2 separate regions of the Mus musculus genome follow, and region 1 is linked to region 2. Evidence: chromatin contacts called from public promoter capture Hi-C data. All regions are on one chromosome and are shown on one strand. The core of a region is the stretch at or near the end of the contact, and the rest is flanking DNA. Distances in the headings are between cores, read along the strand shown. Region 1 holds the start of Ccdc180 (coiled-coil domain containing 180). Region 2 has its middle 36 kb from the start of Gm22055.

Evidence for each region. Promoter capture Hi-C pulls out the DNA fragments that hold promoters and counts their contacts.
Region 1: a contact with region 2 is called in a promoter capture Hi-C map of liver, with 2.1 times the contacts expected there. The contact joins the promoter of Ccdc180 here to the enhancer-like site in region 2. A contact is called at or near these places in 4 of 39 promoter capture datasets (the 3T3-L1 cell line, HPC-7-derived erythroid cells, hippocampal neurons and 1 more) and 3 of 115 datasets of contacts at active chromatin or transcription factors (all in embryonic stem cells).

The regions. Positions count from the first base shown.
Region 1 is chr4:45,888,481-45,895,104 of GRCm38.p6, reverse strand. Ccdc180 (coiled-coil domain containing 180) reads right to left here and starts at 4,802. Exons shown (of 38, transcript NM_198660.2): 1 at 4,718-4,802; 2 at 4,156-4,253; 3 at 1,699-1,889. The coding sequence starts at 4,739.
Region 2 is chr4:45,581,852-45,588,189 of GRCm38.p6, reverse strand. No RefSeq gene overlaps it. Among named protein-coding and RNA genes, the nearest start is that of Gm22055, 36 kb to the right of the region's middle. Within about 2 kb of position 2,794, at least 61 of the 459 cell types and tissues checked have an H3K27ac peak or open chromatin away from gene starts, as enhancers often do. A contact at or near this core is called in liver, where this site is marked.

The DNA.
Region 1 (6,624 bases), core at 3,553-6,052, 300 kb before region 2:
CCCTCTAAAACTGTAATCAAGACATTATCATATGAGGCAGCTGGAGTGAGCCCATTTTCTGCAAAGGGGATATAAAGGAGCCATTGTCTCAAGCAGAGCTGGACGCTCAGAACGCCAAGACCCATCAGGTTTGGATTTAGTTGGAGTGGACTGAGATCTCTCAGTAAGCTAACTCATGAAGAGACCTGGAAGGAAAGACTGTGGCATCAACGCCGGGATAAAGTCTACAAATGCCCCATCAGAGAAGCCCAGAGCTTGCCTACAGATCCCAGAGGCCCTAGGCAAGCAGTATCTGTCATCTATTCTCTCATGAGTCGTCACACTGTCCCACAGGTGGGAGAAGACAACAGGTCAGGACTGCAGCTGATGGGGCCAGACAGCCATGCAAAATGGGGAGGCTCTTTCAGACCTTGATATTTCAAATGTCCCAGACCCAAAGTGGCTCCATTAGGAGCCCATGGGACAATGAGATCTGCTCAGGGTTCTCAGCCACTTGTCCCCCGGGATTTGAGGAGCTGGTTTGTATAGTGAAGCAGCTGGGGTGGACAATGCATAGGGGTTACTGCCAAGGAAGAGGCTCTTTCAGGGGGACACAGGTTGAAGGCAGGAGGGGAGCAGGGAGTGAGGGAGGTTCCCTTTTCAATAAAGCGAGAGTCCCTGGGGTTGATGGCTGAGGACTTGCAGGGGAAGTTAAGAAAATCAGAGAGGGACATTATGAACGTCACCAAGGAAAGTCAGAGAATCATGGGGATGCTTTTAAAATCTGCATACCACCAAACGGAGAAACCTAAAAGTTTTGGAGTGGATGTATTTCTTGATGCAGACAACCTACCAAAGTTAAATCAAGATGAAATAAACAATTTAAGTAGACCTATAACTCCTAGTGAAATAGAAGCAGTAATTAAAAATCTCCCAACCAAAATTAAAAGGGGGGGCAAGATTAAAAAGGGGGGGCATTCAGTACAGAATTCTGCATAGTCTGGCCAAGGGGACTTAAGATATTCAAATCAATTCAAAGTTCAAAGCTATGACTGGCTTGCAAAGCCTCTTCCAGCCTCTGCTCCAGCCCTTTCTCCCTCTAGGTTCTCAACCTGTGGATCACTACCCCTTTGGCGGTCAAATGACCCTCTCACAGGGGTTACCTAAGACCATCAGAAAACACAGATATTTACATTGTGACTCATTACAGTAGCAAAATTACAGTTGTGAAGTAGCGACGAGAATAATTTTATGGTTGGGGGTCACCAAGACACGAGGAACTGCATTAAAGGGTCACAGCTTCAGGGCGGTTCGGAACCACTGCTCTAGACCCACTGACCTCAGTCTTCCCCAGTGAGTTAAAACCAAGTAAAAGCTGCATCCTCACCCTCCTCCCTCAGCATCCTCCCTCAGTGGTGGCCCCACCCTAGGGAGCTTCCCCAGCCCTGTCCTCTGTGTGATCTTCCCACCGTTGAGGGAATGTGGCTAGTCACTATTGTTAAGAAGTCAAGTTCTGGGACAGTAGGCTTCTCTACCCAGACAGTGGCCTTAGGCAGCCCTATTGAAACTACTGAGGGAGGAGAGAAACATCTTTCCAAGCAGATGTGACAAGCTCCCTGTTTTGGAGAAGGTACTTGAGGCTCTGTTCCTCCTGGGCATACATCTTTCTGAGTCTTTGAAGACTGGGGACCTGCAATGTGGCTTGGTAGCAAGGCTTACCTATAAAGAACTGGGTTTTCCGTGACCCAGTCGTTGGGGAGGCTACGCACCCACTTCCTCTGGCGAGGGGTCATAGTTTCCCCCTCAGGTAATGGCACCTTCTTCATCATGGGTGTCTTGACATTCTTTTGAGTCTCAGAACGCTCTGCAGCCTGCTTCCTGGTAGCTGCCAGAGACTGAACCAGCTGCACCTGAGTACGGGAAAGATGAGACGCAGGTAATGTGAAAGTTTCAGGTGCCCAAGCCTTTCTTGACGACTGTGACATGTCGGAGGACGTTGTAGGAGGACATGGAGGCACCTGGCATCCAGAAGGCTCCCTGTACTCAGACTCCATGCCCACCCAGTGCAGAAGATCTCTTAACAGGCACAGGGTGTTTCAAGAAAGGTATATGTAGAAAATTTTGAATGAAGATCATTTAGTGAATACAATTATTTTTGTAATCATAAGAAACTGATAATAAATGAAAAACAAAACAAAACAACAAAAACAGAGCAAAATAACCCAGAACCATTCAGTAATAGGAGATGGGCTAAGTAAAAATCCTTTGATGGAAGGGTAGTTGCTTACTAGAGACAGAAATGACCACAAATGTCTTATGGCAAGGAAACCATTACCCAATAGTGTATCATTAAACATAGCAATTAAAACACAAATTGCAGGGCTCAAGAGCCGGCTCCAGAATCAGGAGTACATGCTGTTCTTACAGGGGACCAGAGCTCCATTTTCTCATCAGCGGCGTGGCTCACAATGCCCTGCTTGCCTTCTAGAGCACCAGCCATGAGCGCGAGCGCGCACGCACACACACACACACACACACACACACACACACACACACACACACAGAGACAGGCTCAACACTCAAACACGCAAAATAAATATAAATCTCATTTTAAAACATAAATTAAAAATTATAGGCAGGATAGTTTGGATACTGCTAGACCTTCTGTCCCTTCCAGTACATTTAACAAAGTCACCCCCTCTTTTTTTTGGGAAAAAAAAAAGACAACCCAAATTACAGCGTGGTTTCAAATTTTAAAATACATGGGAGAACAACGGAAGGTTGAGAATAATATCTTGCTATATATAAGGAGCTGAATGGTATGAGTAATTTGAGTTCTCTGGTTTCTCTATTCCTTTATTATTTTTGAAGGTTACACAGGCAGGATGATTTATGGCTCAAATGAATAAGAATGCCACTTCAATAACAGTACACTAGATTTGAAGCTTGTAGGTCTCTTGGATCTGCAAGGTACATTCAAGAAGGGATAACAATCTTTACAATAGCCATGGCCAGTAAAGCCTTTTACTTTGGTTACCAGACAAGTCCTCTATGGGGGCAGACACTGGGTACCAGACAAGTCTTCTACTGAGGCTGACACTGGGTCCCAGGGAGGTGTGTGAATACCCCTGGCTATGGACATGAGTTCTGAGAGATTGCCAAGGAGAAAAGGGAGATTCAAAACCCTAGTACAGAAAAAGAACCATCATCACCACCACCACCACCATCACCACTACCACCACCATCACCTCCACCACCACCACCTCCACCACCACCACCACCACTAATACCACCACCATCACCTCCACCACCACCACCTCCACCACCACCACCACCATCACCACCTCCACCATCACCTCCACCACCACCACCACCACTAATACCACCACCATCACCATCACCACCACCACCACCACCATCACCACCACCACTACCATCGGTTTTTTGAAACAGAGTCTATCTGGCTTGCTACATAGACACACAGAGATACACCTGCCCCTGCCTCCCAAGTGCTGGAACTGAAGGCATGAGCTACCATGCCTGGCCAAGACTCACCTTTTAAGCAGAAAAATAAGAACTGCTTTTATGCTCTCCAAAAGAATCAGACACAGATCAGCGGTTAAGAGCACCGACTGCTCTTCCAGAGGTCATGAGTTCAATTCCCAGCAACCACATGGTGGCTCTCAACCATCTGTAATAAAATCTGATGCCCTCTTCTGGTGTGTCTGAAAACAGCTACAGTGTACTCATATAAATATAATAAATAAATCTTAAAAAAAAAAAAAGAATCAGGCACAGATGGTTAATTCAGACTAATTCTGAATAATTTCGATTAAAAATATTTTTAACCAAAATTAAGTTTTTAATTTTGAGACCAAATGCCCCAATGTTCTTCTATAATACACCCAATAGCAATTTAAAAAAAAAAATCAAAGTAATTGTCAAAGAGAACTGTTTTTTAAAAATCGGCTTATTGGGGGGAAATCTGGGAGAAGATGGGGTGGGGATTGAAATCAGAATATTACTGTATGAAAAAATCTATTCTCAATAAAAAAAAAAAATAAAATGGATCTTAGACAGGGAAACTCTCAGAACAAAGAAAAATTAGAAAGGACCAGGAAAGTTTGTGGGGAGACCAGGGGAGGGAAAGGGAGCAAAGGCCAGCAGGACACCTACCTGGGCCTGGAAGATCTGCTGGTAGACTTTGCCATTCTGTACTTGGGACACCTTTCCCACTGGCGACATCTTGACTGCTGGCCCAATTCCTCTTCGTTCTGGAAATACACTTGGGACTTGGTCTTAGTTTTTACTCAGAGGCTGGGACCCTCTTGCTAGGACCTCCAGCCTAAAGACAGCACTAGATCCCACAGGACACCTTGTTTAAGGGGAAACTTAGATTTCAAACAAAATTAGGTGGGGGGGGGGCGGGGGAGCAGGAGGGGGAGAGACAGAGAGTGGGTCTTCGCCAGCGCCCAGGGTGTAAATCCCACAGGCACTTTCTGGAAAGGGCAGGATTATTGTCTGCGCTCCACTAGAGCTCTTCTAGGGACCGTCAATCTGCCTCAGATGTCAGATGGGACTGGAACCCTAGTCACATCCTCCGGGAGAAATAGGGGAGTGTTGCAAAGGGAAGGAGCAGTTTGATTCTGGCCTATGCCTACTGTTTGCGACACGCCCATCTTCCTATCTGCTCAATCAGCCCGCTGTCCCCCAAGCCCAGCAATTTTGAGGTCCTTACCCAAGCCTGGAGGCTCCCGCATCTGAAGTTCAGATTCACCCTGAAGCCAGCAACTGCAGCAGGACGCTGTGGTTTCCTAGGCAACGCGAGGGATGGGGCAACACGAGGGGGCGTGGCCGTCCCTGAGCACACTTCCTTCTCAGGGAGCCAGGTCACTCAGCAACAGCAGAGGCCCACGTGGAGTAGTGAAACTCACCACTTCTTTTTAATGTTGGGTCCTTGGAGCGCCCTTTAAAAGTTCCCAAAAGCTAGTAGGAGGTTAGAAAGCCTGTGCAGATCTTGACTGTTGTGGTCAAGGAATCCAGTCTCTCATTGTTGCACGGGTTAAAATCAACCTGTGCAGGCAGGCAGCACAAAGTGGCCCTTGCCTGTAAGAATCTGAAAGACACTGAAAGAAATAAGATCTTTCCCACTTTAAAGTAAGTTGGAAGGCTCAGAATTCAAGGCTTAAGACCTGCCTGGCCTTAATGAGAACCGTGTGCACTAGACCACTAAGAGCAGTGGTTTTCGGCCCATGGATCGTAACCCTTTGACAAACCTGTACTCAAAAATGTTTTCGTTCTGATTCACAACAGTAGCAAAGTTACAGTTAGGAAGTAGTAACAAAAATAGTTTGATGGTTGTGAATCACCACAATGTGAGGAACTGCATTAAAGGATTGCAGCATTAGGAAGGCTGAAAACCACTGAGCTAGTTTCTCATGTATGGTGGGCCACCCTTCTCCTTTCCAGAGAAGGCCTGCAGTGGCAGCAGTCGGGGAACAGACCTGCTGGCAAGCCCTTCCCACACTGACATCTGAGAGTGAGTGGTCTTCTGAAGCTGGCTGCAGCATCAGGAACTCAGGAGTGTTGACTGAAAACGCTACTCTCATTCTTTGACAGAGGCGAATGACAAAGAGATGAATACAAAACCCTTTTAGACTCATTGTTTGGTCCAGGGTGAAGTAAAATAAAGACAGGATTCATTTTAGCTGAAAAGAAAAGAAAGCCTGAAGGTGACCTATAGAGGGGATGAAAAATATGTTTTGTTTTGTTTTGTTTTTCAAAACAGGAATCTTTTTTTTTTTTTACTCTTGTTTGTTTTCTGTTCTGTTCTGTTTTTGAGGTTTTCAGTCTCTGCCCTTTCTCACCCCAGGAAAGGCTGCTGGCTTGAGCTTCTAACATCAGAAACTTGTCCCTTCCCTTCAGCTCCAGCAGTTACAGCTACCTGGGAGCTGGCCATAGTAGCACGTGACCTATAACAAGCAGTAATTTAATCAAATTTCCCAACTAACGTCCAGGAGGACTGGAGCCCTGGTGGATTTTCCCTTCTAACCGGGCGTGGTGGCGCACGCCTTTAATCCCAGCACTTGGGAGGCAGAGGCAGGTGGATTTCTGAGTTCGAGGCCAGCCTGGTCTACAGAGTGAGTTCCAGGACAGCCAGAGCTGTCTTGAAAAGAAAACCTGTCTTGAAAAACCAAAAAAATAAATAAATAAAAATTAAAAGAAAGAAAGAAAGAGGAAAGAAAAGAAAAAAAAAAGAACTGGCTTCAGGCCTCATCCCAGTAGTCCATCAAACAAAAAAGTAAAGAACTTCATTAACCCCTTTTTATGAAGCTGGTATTACCTTGATTCCAAAACCAGGTAAAGAAGTAACAAGATAAGAGAATTGCAGAGCAGTCTCCCCAGTGAACATAGGTCCAAAAGTCCTCAAGAAAATACTTGCAAACAGAATTCAAGAATACATCAAAAAGACCATTCACCACAATCAAGACACAAAGATGGCTCACTCTAAGTAGATCAATAAATGTTACAAATTGTATAAAGGGATTAAAGGGCAAAGGTCACATGTTCATCTCAATTGTAGAAAATGCTTTTGGCAAAAATCCAACATCCTTCCATGTTTTCTAAGTGTCTTCCTCAATCTCT
Region 2 (6,338 bases), core at 1,545-4,044:
GGGGAGGATGGAACCTACTAATAGTATGCTAAGCCCCCAAAGTCTGCATTCCCATAGCAATGTGGGTGGGGGCTCAAGGTGTGACAATGACTTCTGCTCTCCAACTGTCCTATCTGGAGCTGCCCACTCCCATGCCTCACTTAAAGGTCCCCAAAGCAGCTTTAGTAAAATGGAGGAGTTGTTATTTGATGAAACACTTCTTTGGAGCTTCCAAGTGACTCCAACACACCCAGAAGTCACAGAAGCAGCTTGCTTCTCTGTTCAAATGGAAACCGACATGATAGTGGTTCTAGCTTTAGGAGCCAGTGAGGTCGCTAGTTTGAGTCTATAGATTGTGGCAGACAAAGTGAAGAGAGGGCTGAGAGACTGTGAAACTGGGGAAGCAGAGACTTGAAGTCTCCATAAACTAGAAGAGCTGGGACAGAGGAGGTTGTAGCCAGAAAATGAGCTGTCACCGCTGCAGTTCCAGAAGCTGGAACCAAGGGTTAGGCAGCTATCCGTTCTCAGCACTCAAGTCAAGTCAGGCATCTCATGGCAGCCTGTAACTAAGAGATCTGATTCCCTCTTCTGGCCTCCATAGGCACTGCATGCATGGGGTATACATACATGCAGGCAAACACTCATTCACACACAATAAAAAACGAACAAATCTGTGGGAACCTCAATCTATTCCTCCCTGCTTCCCTTCCTGCACACAGAAGGCCCCAAGTTCACATTCTAGCTCCTGTTCTGAGAGTGAGCTTCTGTGTTTGTCTCCCTTACTAGGCAATGAGGAAGTGAGACAAGAAGTACCAGCCCCAGTCCAGCTCTAATGGGCAGAACATTAGCGTTTATACCAAGGAGAGCACTGTGCTGGAGGAAGCAATAGGTGGAATGACTCTCCTTGTAGCATATGCTCATTCAAAGACACACACACACACACACACACACACACACACACACACACACACACATAAAAGAGGAGAGGAGAAGGAGAAGAAGGAGAAAGAGGAGAGAAACTTTGAGGTCATGCATCCTGTGAGTCTCAGAGTCCCAAGGCAGGAACAAATGCAGCATCTACCACTGGAGCACGGTCCAGGAGGCAGCAGAGGGAGGAGGTAGCGCCCAGGCTCCACTAACTACACTGTCTCTTCTTCTACTTCCTCTCTCACATATCCCGAGTCTCATTCTAATTCATTCTTGGTCTTGGTTGTTAGTTTTAAGTGATCTTTCATGTCTTCCTGTGCACATACCTCCTCCTTCCCTGTCTCTATCGTATTCTTTTGCTGTCTCTCTCTTCTCTTCCACAGTCTTTGTCATCCCGCGGTCAGTGACGTTGCTCTTGCAATTCCGAAAGCAGGTGCCTACTCCAAGGTGCTCTAGGAAAACCTTTGTTCATGTTCATTTCAACCACACTCGTGGAGCCCCAACAGCCTGCTGGAGAAGGGTGTTCCCAGGGCTGGGAGGGAGTATCCTGGTTTCTTCTTCAACCTTGCCCTGACTTGCTAGGTGATCTTGGCAGCCTCGGTGTCAGCTCCAGCACCTATATATACCACAGGGTATTGAGACCTACTGATCTCACCACTAACCAGCTCTGGCATATTAGGATGGGAAGGACCCAGATGCTCAGACTGCCTAGGCCAACCACTAGGAACCTGTCTGTGGGCACCATCCACCTCTTGCTTTTGTGGGCACCGACTGGGACTTCCCCAAGGTGCCTGTGCCAGCAGGTGTCTCAGCTTTTGCTGATTAAGATCTTGCACTAATCCCTGCTTCCTGCTGCTCCTTTGTGTAAACTCTGAGTGTGCTCTGGGCTTGGCAGCACTTGTGAGCCCTTCAGGAAAACTGTGGTGCTAGGTGGGATGGGACCTTTCACATGTCCCCATTAGAGAGAGAGAGAGACAAAAGCCAGAAGCCCAGAGCCAGGCATCCCTTAGACAATAACTGTGTACGGAATGGTGCCCTGCACAAGCACCTGCTGCAGTCACACCCTGTGTGCCTTCTTCACAGTAAGGAAAGGAAAATGAACGAGTCTTCCTAAGGGAACACAGATGATTCTGCTTCAGGGTAGAACTGAAAAGACTTTTCTTTGAATCAGAAGATCAAGGAAGGCTTCTGAGAAAGTCACTGTGGATCTGAAGCCCAGTGAGCCAGCAGAATTTCACTGCGTGAAGAAGTGAGAAAAGGGGGGGGGGATGGACATCAGGGACAGAAGGAGCAAGAGAATCCGGGGAGCTCTCTACAGTAGCAGCTGAGGAGAGCAAAGGGAGTGGGGAAGCCACAGAGACAAGATTTCCCCGTCTGGAAAGCTCCCTAGTGGGTGGCACGCTCAGATACAGACTTCAGAAAGCTCCCACAGGAGAGCAAAATCCAGCATTTGAGAGGCTGAGGCAGAAGACTCTACCATTCAAGGTCATCCTGGTTTTGTTTTCTGAGAAATGATTTCACAGGTTAACCAGTGAGTGTAAGGGCCTGAAATGGAACAGTGGGAGACCAAAGGTGGAAACTCGCTGAGAAAAACCCAGCTTAGAAGCCAGGCCAGTATCTGAATTCATTTGTGCAATGATTAACACACCCTAGGCTGTAAGGTGAGGGCAACAGGCCTGCGAAGTGAGTCAGAGGCAGGAAGTGAGGGCTGAGCAGAACCTGGCAAAGGAGATGCTCACCTCAGAAAACAAGACTGTCAAGTAGGAAAAGGTGGAAAGAGAAGAATGTCTCAGAATTTCTGTGAAGGAGCCTGTGTTGGAACACACCACACACGGCAGGGCAGTGCGGTCACCTTACAGCGGTGCTGGCAGGGACCTTTGGGACTGCTGGTTTCCTCCTACCTACTGTATGAGTGGGGAAATAGAGATCAAAGAACAAGAGGGCTGCCTGGGTCCCCTGGAAAGCCCGGGAAAGAATCCAGAGCTCTGGCCTCAAAATCCTACTGTTGATCCCCGACTTTACATATTCCCAGGATAGTGTATAACTCCGTCTGGTCAGGAAAGATACAGAGCCACAGGGACTACAGGGAGAGACCCAGAATTCTAGCTTCTATGAAAGCCTAACTCAGAAGGCAGGAATTGTAGAGAGGCAGCGTCAGACTTGTGGTCCATGCAGAACTCAGGAGGATGGAGCTGAGGCAGAGTGGCTACAAAGCTGGAGGGAGAAAGATTTCAAAAGAAAAGCTAGCAAGAACAAACAAACGATGGTCCAGATGGAAGAGAAGAATAATTTGAGTATTGAAGGCTCTGTGGTAGGGCTAGGGGTGTGGCTCAGTGGGTAGGGTGCCTACCTAACATGTGTGAGGCTCTGAGTTCCCTCCCCAAGTACTACATGACCCAAGTATGGTAGCATATGTCTATAATCTGAGCATTAGGGAAGTGGAGGCAGGAGGAACAGGAATTCAAGGTCCAACAGGATTGAATGAGACCCTGTCTCAAAAGAATGAGAGACACAAAGACAGATAGTGGCACAGAGACAGACAGAGAGACAGAGGGAGAGGGGCTCAGGTGATAGTGAACCCATGGGAAGTAGTATTGATAGTTAACAGGTCTGATGGGAGATGGTGTCAAAACAAGAGGCTGCAGGGCTAGAGGAAGCAGAAGACAGAAAGATCCAGCCTATGTTGACGATCTGAGCTTGACTGGGAAACAACAGCTAGTACTTATGCTTGTCACTTCATCCTCCATCACTGGCACAGAGTTCGTTGCTTCATTGGAAATGCACAGATCCTCTGAAAAGATAGGCATCGTGATCCTCCTGATCCTGGCTGCGCAGATCAGCCAGCTGAGTAACAGAGCTGTCAGTACATTTGCCCAAGGCTCCCCAGCTTGTAAATGTCGGATCTAGATTGCAACTCTGCAATTCAGCGATGCCAGTCTTGTTATTGCACTCCAAGGAAAGGAAAGGGATGGGGGTGGGGGAATCACAGAAGAAACATAGACGTCAAGGTGGGAGGGCAGGGGAGGATGAGGGAGGGAGGGAGGGAGGGGGAGGGGGAGGGAGAGGCTGGGATGGTCAGCAAGATGACAAGCTCAAAGCACACTGAGGGAGGTGGGAGGAGCCTTCATTACAAAGTTGCCAAAGTCTCAAACCAAGCAGGAAGTCAGTCTGGAAGCAGGAAGTCAATCTGGAAGCCAGTCTACAGTGGGTTGTGTGAAAGATCACAGCAAACATAGAGGCATCTTGGGTAACAAGAAATTCTTGAGTTTGTGAGGACTCAGACTGCCAGAACACACAGTCCGGAAGCAGGTCCGGCACCCATTGAAGTGGAAAGAGGGCAGTAAAACCTCTGAGAGCATGTGTAGACATTTTGTTGCTGTGTCATAACACCTGAGAAACAACCTAACAGAAGCAGCATTCATTTGGCTCACAGTTTCCAAGCTTTCAGCCCATCCTGGCAGGGGAAGCATCCAAGAGACAGCAGACCACACTCCACTGTCACTGTCACAGCAGGAAAGTCACAACCCACACCTAGGAGGCAGAGAGAGAGAGAGAGAGCTGCTCCCCCCTTCCTTCTGTCTGAGTCCCCCAGCCTAGCGGGTGGTACAGTGCTCACTCAGGGTGTGTCTTCCTCTCTTATTTGACCATCTACAGAAACATCTTCTTTGCTCATCTCAAAGCACCTCAGTCCAATCAAGTGGACACTCCAGATTTATGATCATAGGGCAAATCAAGAGGCTTGCCCTGGCACAGAAGAAGGATGGGCATGCAAGCTTGGTCAGATGTAAGAATGCTTCCACTCCGAAGTCAAGCCTAGTAAGAAAGATATAGGGTAAGGAATGGCTTTGTAAATCTTATAAGGGTCTAAGCTCAGCATATTTAAGGAACTTTAATGTCAACTATTTTTTAAATAAACCCTCTTTTCAGCATCTACAGCCCATGTAGGCCTGCAGGGAACAGGACTTGCAACTGGCAAACGTATCTAGAAGGCTGTGGGGCAAGGCTGCTTTGCTGCCTATAGCAGGTCTCCAGAATGAAAGAGGGCAGGTTGTTTATGCCTGAGATGAAACCAAACTCAGCTTGAGAAAGAGAGAGGTGAACAAAACAACAACAACAACAAACCCACACATATGGTGACTCTTGGTGGACAACAGAACAAAGCTAAAGTATAGGGGAAAGGTTACCAGGACCCGTGGGAACTGTCAAGGTCCACAGCAACCACCATAGCAACCTCCTGAGAAGGCTGTTAAACAGGACCCCAGATATACCACACCCCTCAGGGACTTAAACTAAGGAAAATCAATATATACACGTGAATGTGAATCTAAAACAAAAGACTAAATAACCTAATTACAAAGTGGGCAAGGAATTTGGAAAAAAAACATTTGTCAAAAGAAGCTATGTAAATGACCAACAAACACATGCGAGATTACCTAATGTTATTAGTCACTGGGAAAATGCAGACCAAACTCACAATGAAATATTACTTCACTCCAGGAGGCTATAATAAGAAAAGCAACAACAACAACAATGAATGCAGTTGAGGGTGGGGAGGCGGAAGCCGTCTGCACTGCTAGGGAGAGTGTAAAACGGGGTAGCCACTTTGCAAGACAGTTTGGCAGCTTTGCAACAAGTTAAAAATAGAATTACCATATAGTCCAAATATTTCACTCATAGGCACATACCCAAGAGGGGTAAAAAAGAACACATTTGCTCAAATAAAACTTTTACACCAGTGTTTACAGCAACACAATTTATTAGAGTCAACAGACACGGTAATCTAAACATCTGCCAACCAATGAATGAATGAGGAAAAAGTGCTGTTCCAAACAGCACAGTATCATTCATTCATAAAAGAAAGCCAGTCCTGGCATACTGACAGGGAAACCTACCAATGTCACGGTAAACGAAGCCAGTCACATATGACATCAGACTGTATGACTCCATTTATTTCATTATTTTCTGTTAACTACTTTTTTTTTTCGATTCTTTTTTAGTTTCGTATCTTGCAACCCAGTCCCCCTCCTCTCCCTGTCTCCTTAGATCTGCTCTCTGCCCTTACAACACTTCCCACAAAATAACACACACACACACACACACACACACACACACACACACACACACACACCAAAGCACAGAAAAACACCATGGAAGCTGTGTTGTGTCGCGGTGTGCCTCAATTATGTCTCTCTGTTCACACATCTTCACTTGCAAAGGTTCAGGGTCTCTGGGTTCTGTGGCCCTATCAATATTGGATCCTCACAGGGACTCCTCTTGGTCATCCTGTTGTTGCTCTGTGTCATGGAGATCCTGTAGTTTTGGATCAGCAGGACAAGCCCTTTCGTGATCCCCAACAATTCATAGATAATGTAAATTTTGGGGTGAGCCAGCTCAAAGTCCTGGATCTGGGCCTGGGTGGCAGCTGAGCTGGT